Linked DNA regions of Oryctolagus cuniculus: region 1 is linked to region 2. The links are chromatin contacts, called in public Micro-C maps. All regions are on one chromosome and are shown on one strand. The core of a region is the stretch at or near the end of the contact, and the rest is flanking DNA. Distances in the headings are between cores, read along the strand shown.

Evidence for each region. Hi-C and Micro-C count contacts between places; a contact is called where the count stands out from the background.
Region 1: a contact with region 2 is called in a Micro-C map of ear pinna, with 4 times the contacts expected there. The contact joins the promoter of EMC7 here to the promoter of LPCAT4 in region 2. A contact is called at or near these places in 2 of 6 Hi-C or Micro-C datasets (ear pinna and an unstated tissue).

Annotation. Positions count from the first base shown.
Region 1 is chr12:55,871,851-55,876,734 of mOryCun1.1, forward strand. EMC7 (ER membrane protein complex subunit 7) reads left to right here and starts at 2,597. Exons shown (of 5, transcript XM_008269259.4): 1 at 2,597-2,975. The coding sequence starts at 2,752.
Region 2 is chr12:55,626,356-55,631,111 of mOryCun1.1, forward strand. It overlaps LPCAT4 (lysophosphatidylcholine acyltransferase 4), which reads left to right and starts at 2,582. Exons shown (of 14, transcript XM_017348160.3): 1 at 2,582-2,786; 2 at 3,975-4,117; 3 at 4,436-4,656. The coding sequence starts at 2,673. LOC100355813 (olfactory receptor 4F15-like) reads right to left here and starts at 2,244. Exons shown (of 3, transcript XM_008269585.3): 1 at 2,148-2,244. The coding sequence starts at 2,244.

The DNA of each region.
Region 1 (4,884 bases), core at 1,347-3,846, 250 kb after region 2:
GTGTGAATGGAAGGGGAGAGAGAACGGGGGGTGGGAGGGAAGTTATGGGGGGGGGGAAGCCATTGTAATCCATAAGCTGTACTTTGGAAATTATATTCATTAAATAAAAGTTAAAAAACATAAAAATATTAAATGTGGGCCTAGCCTCATGGCATAGCAGGTTAAGCCTCCACCTGTGCTGCTGGAATCCCAGGTGAGCATCACGTTTGTTACCTGACTGCTTCACTTCTGATTCAGCTCCCGGCTCATGTGCCTGGCAAAGTAGTGGCAGATGGCCCAAGTGCTCGAGCCTCTGCACCCACGTGGGAGACTGAAGTCAGCTCCAGGCTCCTGGCTTTCCCATGGCCCAGCCCTGGCTGTTGGGGACATCTGGGGAGTGAACCAGCAGATGGAAGAGCTCTGTCCTCTCTCTGTAACTCTGCTTTTCAAATAAATAAAAAAATAATAAATCTTTTTAAAAAAACAACAAATTAAATGGAAAATTCCAAAAATAAAATTCATAAATTTTACTTTGAAAATATTATTTGACAGGCACACACACACACACACTCTCTCTCTCTCTCTCTCTCACACACACACAGGTAGAGCTCCCCCCATCCAGTGGTTCACTCTGCAAATACCTGCAATAGGTGGGGCTGGGCCAGGCCAAGCCAGGAGACAGGACCCTAATCCGAGTTTCCCATGTGGGTGGGAAATCCACCTCCTGCTGCGTCCCATAGTTTGCATCAACAGGAAGCTGAGGCAGGCCCAGGACTTGAACCTAGGCAATCTAATATGGGATGTGGGTGTCCCAAGTGGTATCTTAACCACTGAGCCAAATGCCTACTCCCAATTCTTAAATTTTAAATTTCGCACCATTCTGAGTTGTGTGATGAAATCTCAAGCTATCTTATTTCATCCTGCCCAAGATGTGAATTTCCCTTTGCCCAAGGTATCTGTGTTTGTGTACCCTACCTGACCATCAGTTATGTAGTAGCTGTCTGTCTTGGTTATGTAACTAAATGTGGTATCACAGTGTTTTTGTTCAAGTAATCCATACCTAGTAGCTTAACACTAAGTCACAATGCTGGTCATTCACCTCACTATGTAGGCATTGTATTATCTCACACCACCACAAGAAAAGGTGAGTGCAGTATAAGAAGATATTTTGAGAGATATTCATAATGCACAACTTTTATTACAGTACATTGTTGTAACTGTACTATTTTGGTTGTAGTTGGTCATTTTTTACTGTGTCTAATTTATACATAAAACTCTTAAGTTATGTACAAAACAGTATACACAGTTTTGGTACATCTGTGGTTTCAGGAATCTACTGGGAGTTCTGGAATGTATCCCCCATGCGTAATGGGGATTACTATGTAAAAATCTGTGGAGACCACACAGAGAAACTCACTTCAGCAAAAGCATTAATAGCAAGATTGAAAGCATTCTTTTTTTTTTTTTTAAGATTTTAATTTATTTGAGAGGTAAAGTTACAGAGAGAGAGAGGGAGAGAGAGGTCTTCCATCCCATCGGTTCACTCTCCAAAGGGCCGCAAGGGCTGTAGCTGGGCCAATCCGAAGCCAGGAGCCAGGAGCTTCTTCCCAGTCTCCCACAAGGACTTGGGCCATCTTCTACTGCTTTCCCAGGCCATAGCAGAGAGCTGGGTCAGAAGAGGAGCAGCAGGACTCATATCAGCACCCATATGGGATGCTGGCACTGCAGGTGGAGGCTTATCCTACTTCTCCACAGTGCCAGCCTGGAAACAGTCTTAAAGGATAATTTCCAAATTATATATAGTAAAAAGAGCAAAGTGCAGAACTGCATTTATCATATGCTACCAGTAAAAGGGATATATATAAACATTATTATGTGCTATAGTATATTTGTTTAATACTATGTTTATAAAATGTTATTTGCATGTTAGTATACTAAACATTTCTATTTCCCTTTTCACAAAATGAGTAGCATACTACAGTAAGCTCTCTGTACCTTGCAAGTTCATCATCCACAAATTCAATCAACTGGGGGTGGAAAATATTTTTAAAAACTGTGTCTATACTGAACATGTATAGATTTTAAAACTCCTCATTCCCTAAGCGATATAGTGTAACAACTGCTTACATAACATTTAGTTTGTATTGGTATTCCAAGTAAGCAGAGAGAAAGTATACAGGAGCAGGTCGGCTGCTCGGCATGCCACATCCCATAACGCAGTGGCTGGGTTCAAGTCCTGGTTCCGATTCCAGCTTCCTGCCGATGCGCACCCTGGGAGGGAGCAGGCGTTGGCTCAGTCAAGTACTGGGGTCCTATGTAAGCACTACTGCATCTCCCTATAAACACACACACTGGGAGCCTTCAATCTCCTGTCTCGGAAAGTCTCTCGGAGTTTTCTGTTTCTGCGCAAGCCGGAGCCCCATCCGCGGACACCAGGGCACGGCCTCGCCCCTTTCAGCCTCCTCACTCTTTACTCCCGTGAGGTTAACAGCCTCTGAGACCGCCGCGCCAACACCGCTCCCTCTGCACTTGACCCAGCGCCTCGCCCCGCCTTCCAGCCCGCACTTCCGCGAGTTCGGGGCAGTACTTCCGCCACGCCCGCCTCGCAACTCGATTGGCCAAGACTTCTTCCCTCTGATTGGAGCCCGCAGCCTGGGCCTGAGTCGGGCGCGCAGTGATGACGACAAGAGCCAGCGGCGGCCGCGGCGGTAGCGGCTGGGAGACCAGCAGGGTTTCCGGAGCTGCCGGCCTTGACTGCTGAGTGCTGCTGACATGGCGGCAGCTCTGTGGGGCTTGCTCTCCGCCTTGTTGCTTCTCTCAGGGACTGCCCAGAACTCTGAGTTGCCTGGGGCTTCTGCCGAGGGGCCGGGAGGGAGTGGGGTCGGGGATCGTTTCAAGATTGAGGGGCGTGCTGTCGTTCCGGGGGTGAAGCCTCAGGACTGGATCTCGGCGGCCCGAGTGCTTGTAGACGGAGAAGAGCACGTCGGCTTCCTGAAGTGAGCATTCCGAGGGCCGCGGAGAGAGCTGGGATGGAGGAGAGCTGCTTGTCGCCAGGGGACAGTGTCGCTGTCAGAGCGGAGGGGCAGGTGCTGCTCTCCCTCTGTGCCGGGAGACCTCGGGAGGCAGCTGGACGCCTCCCTTTCCGGACCTCATAAATGAGGGTGACAGGCGTTCGCCCCAGACCCAGAGCTGGGGGGTCGGGCGTTTCCACTCCCTTGGTGGCCCCGTTTGGGGATTACTGCTCTCGGCCCTGGGGACGGGTGGACAGATGTCTCGTGCTGGATTCTTTGCTTTGCATCTCAGGTGGTTTCCTTGGAACCGGATCGCTTTTTTTTTTTTTTTTTTTTTTTTAACACTCGTTGTGGATTGATGTTGCCTAGAAAGATGCTAAACAGGTGGGAATTCTCAAAGCCCGGAGGACTTCTAGTGATGAGAGACTGGGAGACTAATGTTACTGCTTCTAAAATTAATGAGCCCTGAAGTCCCTAATCGCAGCACCTTTTTTGCCTGCGGGTGGGATTGTTGCTCTTTTTAACACTTGAGTTTATCAAGGGATTTGCAGCATCACATTTGTCATTTATGTAAGACCAGGGCTTTCGACTTTTCTAGCTATTCGTGGAAATGGAATTTCTGTTTATAGTAAAAGAGGATGAATTTGTTAGCGCTCGAGGTTTGCAGTAGCCTGTTTTTCAGCTGTCCAGGCAAAAATGTGATTTAAATCTTCCCACCACTATTTGGAAAATGAAATTGGGAACTGAAAGACCACATTTAGTGAAGGAAGAAGGGTTTGTTCCTCAACAGGTGGTTTCTGAAGACCAGGCAACACAAATCCACACATTTAATTCTAAATCTGATTTGCACATTTGTTCAGATCATCCAGCTGCCCTTTAAGGAGAGTGTTAGCCTCAGATTGATAATGGCAAGTTTTTATCCAGTATTTTAATGCTGTCATTGATAACCTAACATTAGAACATCTTTAGGGTATACTCGGACTAATGGTGTTTTAATAACAAAGCTCTATTAAACTTTAGAAAATTAGCTTTAGTTGACCATTTGGCTTCTCTTTTACACAGTATACATTTTTTTAAAAAGCAGTTATCATTTTCATTTAAGAGGTAATGTATTAGGGCCAGCATCCCACATTAGAGTGCCAGTTGAAGTCTCAGCTGCTCTGCTTAGAATGTGTGTGTCTGGGAAAAGTGTTAATGTGCTGATGTGCCTGAGAAAGTAGTGGAAGATGGCCCAAGTACGTGGGCCCCTGCCACCCATTTGAGAGATCCAGATGGAGTTCTGGGCTCCTGGCTTTGGCCTGGCCCAGCCCTGACTGTTGCGGCTATTTGGGTAATGAGCCAGCAGATGGGAGATCTCTCTCCCTCTTTCTCTCTCTCTCCTCCTCCTTCCCTACTTCTGTCACTCTGCCTTTCAAATAATTTAACTAAATGTTTAAAAAAAGAAGTACTATATTAATTTGTTTATTGAAGAAAATATCTAAACAAGTAGAGGTAACAGCCATAGCATTTTATTGTATCCTTGTTCTTCCTGTTTGTATATAGAAAGATGAATGAGTTTTGTTGGAAGAAGTGTAGGTAATTGTACTGGAGCTGTTTTGAATAACTAGGAAACAGTTTTTGACCTATGCTTATTGGAGGTGGCTTGAGACTTTGCCAAAGCAGATAAGGGGAGTTGCGGCTGAAAACTTCTCATGCCATTTCTTGCTGTCATCATTGTGTGTATTTACTTGTATACATAATTTATTTAACCAGCCTTCTGTTTTGGGATGTGTAGGTAGTTTTCAATTTTTTTTGCCATAGTGATGTTATAAAATGTATATACTTTTGAATTTTTATTGTGGAAATTTTCAGAAGCACAGAAATAAGCAGAATAACTGTGAGTCCTTAGGTACTC
Region 2 (4,756 bases), core at 1,332-3,831:
GCCCAAAGGAAGCTCCTGGCTCCTGGGTTTGGTTTGGCGCAGCTCCAGCCGTCGCAGTCATCTGGGAAGTGAACCAGCAGATGGAAAACATCTCTCTCTCTCTCTCTCTCTGCCTCTCCTTCTCTGCATAACTCTGACTTTCAAATAAACAAATCTTTAAAAAAAATACCAGCTTAAAAATGAGCCTGCTAGTTACGCCAAGAAAGACTAAATTATTCTGTGAGCCTCATATGGCTTGCAGATTGGACATTCTCCACCTCTGTAACAAACACACAAAAAGAGCAGGTGTTTGGTGCACTGGTTGACACACTAACTCGAGACTCTCACATCTCACACAAGGTGCCTGGTTCAAGTCCCAGCTCCTCCACTTCACATCCAGCTTCTTGCTAACATGCAGCCTGGTGTTACGGTGAGAATCCTCAGATTATATTGTGGTGATCAGGAGCCCAGGCTGGACACACAGAGGCCCATGGGTAGACTTACTCTAGGCTCTTGTCTTCCTACATATGTAGAAATACAACTAAGAGATGTGGATGGAGGTGAGCAAAAAAGCAGAATTTACTGAAAGGCAAAGCAGCAGCACACACTCAGATGTGACTGCAGCCAACCTCATGACACAGAACTGCCCCCACTCAAACTGAGGCTATCCTTTTAATAGACTAAATAAAGGGTGCGTAGGGCAGGGCCTCATTGAAGATTCAAAGGAAGCAGGGTTTGGGGTGGGGCTGTGGCACATCTGATGGATCGCCAGAAAGATGTCATGGTTTCTGCCGTTTGATGCGAAGTGAGGTTTAGCTGAATGATGCGGGGGTGGATGTGCCAAGCCTTCAGTCATACTGAATTGGTATAGAAGGTCATGGGATTGGAATGGTGCACAAGGCTTGGGTGTTGGCATTCCTTGGCTCCTTGTCCCTCACCACCTACCTGCCTACGCATATCACTAGGAAGTAACTGACAACAGCTCAAGTACTTGAGTCCCTGTCACCCACATGGCTAAACAGGATTGGGTTCCACACTGGCTCAGCCCTGGATGTGGCAGGCATTTTAAGAGTAAACCAATGAATGGAAAAAATCTCTGAGTCCCTGTCTCTCTGCCTTTCAAACAAAATGAAAATAAATTTTTAAAAAATTTGAAGAAATTGGTTTTAAAAAAGCTAGAATCTGGAAATCATGTGTGATTCGTGTGGGGACCTCCATGTTACAAACAAAAATACCCCAATCCTGCTCCTTGGTCTCAAAAGGATGCATGAGTTTGCATACCTTTCAGCGTAGTCCCAGAAGCAGATCCACCTGGAACCTGGTTTCAAGAAGCCAGTGGAGCCACAGCCCTTCAGCTCCCCTAACTGCCAATCACTGGGGCAGAATAAATAAAGCAAGGTGAGCCTGGAACTCAACACAGCTGGAACAGAGGTCCTCGTCTTCCTGAGAGAATCTCAGAGGGGAGGTGGACATTGGCAGTAAGCAAGCTGCTCAAGTTTAGTGAAATAATACAGCTGGCAGGCCAAGCAAGGCGTCTCGGCAGAGAATCCGAAGCCCCGCCTGCACTCAGACTGCATTTCCTAGGGGTCTGGGGGCCCACGGTTCTCCTGCTCCCGCCCTCTTCCTCTGGGATATGGCTGGGCCTGCAACCTGTGAAATTCCTCCCGGCACGGGCGGAGACGCTTCCAGCGCGGTGTGCGGTGTGCCGGGGAGCGCGAAAGCCGGCTCCATCTCCTCACGCCGCCCCGCGCCGTGTGCGTTCTTCAGCCTCTCACACGCCGGGGCTAATGCCTACCTTTCTACCTAACAAGCTGAAGGCAATGCGACTCGCATTCCTTTTCCGTCGCACTTGTCTTTTTTTTTTTTTTTTTTTTACTGGGTTCCTGGCTCTCAAAGTCCACCCAGATTTCCCGGTCCCTTATCTCACTGTGGCCTTATAACCCAGGCCGCTGAAATGCCTTCTCTGGGGTGGTTTGGGCCCTGGGGGCGACGGGCAGGACTGCGTTCTCCCCGCACCTGGCGCCACGCGGGGCGTTAGCGCGCCGACCGCGGCCCGCAGCGCCAGCACGCGGAGGCGGCGCCACACGGCCGCCAGGGGGCGCCGGCGCCTCAAGTCCGCGCGCCATGGCGGCGTCGCCCAGACCTGGAAGCAGAGGTGGCCGGCCTACCAGGAGCGGCGACGGGGCTCGGGAGCCCGCTCAGGAGCCGGGCCCCAAGGTCCCTTACGGCGGCCAGCCCCGGCGGAGGGCGCACCCGCACCTCCATCCCCCTCCCGACGCTCCGCCGAGGACCAGGGCGCGCTCGGCGCCGCGCGCACCTCGGGCCCCACTCCCGCCCCGAGCCCCGAGGCCTGCTAGCGGGCGGCGGCCAGGTGTTCAGAGGGGAACGACCGCAGGGCCGCGGCGCCGGCGTCGCGCCCCGGCCTCGGCGGACAATGGCCGCAGGCGCTGCGAGCATCGCGCCCGGCTCGGAGGCGCTGGAAGCCCCGCCCCCGGCCGGCGCCCTGACAACGCGGGCGGGCCGGGCCGCGCCGCCTGCTCCCCGCCCCTCGGCGGCCGGCGCCAGGCGGGGCCCGGGCCAGAGCGCCGGCGCTGCCGCAGGAGCAGCGGCTGCTGCAGAGCGGGGCCGGGGCCGGGGCCGGGGCCGGGGCCGGGGCCGGGGCCGGGGCGCCCTCCCGCCCACCTCCTCCCGCCATGAGCCAGGGAAGCCCGGGGGGCTGGGCCCCCGTCGATGCCACCCCGGGGCCCCCGGCGCCCCCCAACCCCTTCGTGCACGAGTTACATCTCTCCCGCCTCCAGAGGGTTAAGGTGAGGCGTGGGCAGGGGGCTTCGGGAGCCCTCGCGGCCAGAGGGAGACAGGGCCCATGTAGAGCCCTGCGGCAGATGGGCTCGGGGATCCGGGCTGCGTGGCTTGCGCAGCAGGCGTCGGGAGGTGCGCACGTGGGGGCGGCCGGGGGTGGGTGGGCAGGAGCCTTGGAGGGGACGCGATGGGTCACCTCGAAGGTGTGAAAGAATCGAGGAGGTGGGGATGGAGGACTGGAGGGGACCCAGGAGTAGAGGAGATGGAGGAGCCTGGGAAACGCTGTCTGCGTCCTGCGGAGCTGACAGGCTTGGAAGGGGTCGGATGCTCCGGGAAGCCGAGGTTGGGGGCGGGGGCGTGCGCACGGCTCCTCCGGGGCTCTGACTTGGAGGGAGGACGGTTCCGGGCCCGGAGCCTGCGCCCCTGCGCCCTTCCATCACCCCCTTTGCCCGTTCCCCCCACCTCCAGGCCCCGCACTGCAGCACCTCCCGTTGGGGGCAGGGTTGGCCACAGGAAGTGGAGGTGGTGTGGGCAGGGAGCGTTCAAGGTGTCTGCTGTCATCGCCTCCCCTGAGGCGGGCTCCAGGGACTAGGTTTGTTTACCTCCTCTTTCCCCAGGGCAGCCTATGGAGTTACCTTGGCTCCTGGCAACCCTTGAGTCCTGGGTAGGGTCCAGCCCTTTGCCATCCCCCCAGTGCCAGGGGATTGCTGCTGGGCAGTACTGGAGACCGACCCACTGAAAAGCGCACCTTCGATGTCTCCAGCCCTCTGCCTCCCAAGCCCAAAGTGGGAAGAACCATGCACCTGGTTTCTGTTGGACATAGGAGCTATTTATGGAAAGGGAGTTGGGGGAGGAGGCCCTGCCTCCAGCGGACTCCATAGCAAGCACAGTGCTAGGCGCTCTCACGGGTTTTCTCTTTAAGTGTTCCTAGCAGCCCTGCCCAGTACTTGATGCGGTTTGTGCCTTCGGTTTTATAGGTGGGGTGGGGACCAGCTGCGAGATGTGAGAACAGGAGGCCCTGCGCTCTTCATCTTCCACCCTCTTGCCCTCCTTGGGTCCCAGCCCCTCTCCTGTTGGCACGCCACTTGGCACCTGCAAGGGGTGGTGGCTCCTGGGTCTGTCCCTGTGGGAGGGGGTCCCTGGCCGTGGCGGAGCGTCATCTCCCAGCTCTGCAGTGGCATTCTCTCCCTCTGCAGTTCTGCCTCCTGGGGGCACTGCTGGCCCCCGTCCGAGTGCTTCTGGCCTTTATCGTCCTCTTTCTCCTCTGGCCCTTTGCCTGGCTGCAAGTAGCCGGTCTCACTGAGGAGCAGCTTCAGGAGCCAATCACAGGATGGAGGAAGTAAGTGGGGGAAGGGATGGACCCCTTTCTTGTTTCCCTGCTGTCCGTGCTGCCCCCACTGTGAGAAGATGAGAGGGCTGTGAAGTGCACCTGCCCAGCCTGGGTTGGTGAGATGAGGCAGCCAGCCCCGGCCAGGTTCCCTGATCCCCATCTCTAAGGGATGTTACCTGACCTTTCCCGAAGGGGCCAGAGACTCCAGCCCCGTGGCCAAAGTATTTGAGGGCAAAAGGGAGACCCTGCTTTCCTGGGTTCCTGAACCTTGGGGGTGGAGAGAGGTCCCAGTGCCATCCCCTCAGACATCTGACCTTGCTCTGGCAGGACCGTGTGCCACAACGGGGTGCTGGGCCTGAGCCGCCTCCTCTTCTTCCTGCTGGGCTTCCTCCGGATTCGTGTTCGGGGCCAGCGGGCCTCTCGCCTTCAAGCCCCTGTCCTTGTGGCTGCCCCCCATTCCACTTTCTTTGACCCCATTGTCCTACTGCCCTGTGACCTGCCCAAGGTTGTGTCCCGAGCTGAGAACCTCTCTGTGCCTGTCATTGGAGGTAAGAGAGTTCAGTGTGGGAGGAGGGGAGGGTGATGGTTCCAGGCCAAGGGGACCTGAGGCACAGGGGAGAGAAGGAGGGGAAACAGAACACAGACTGA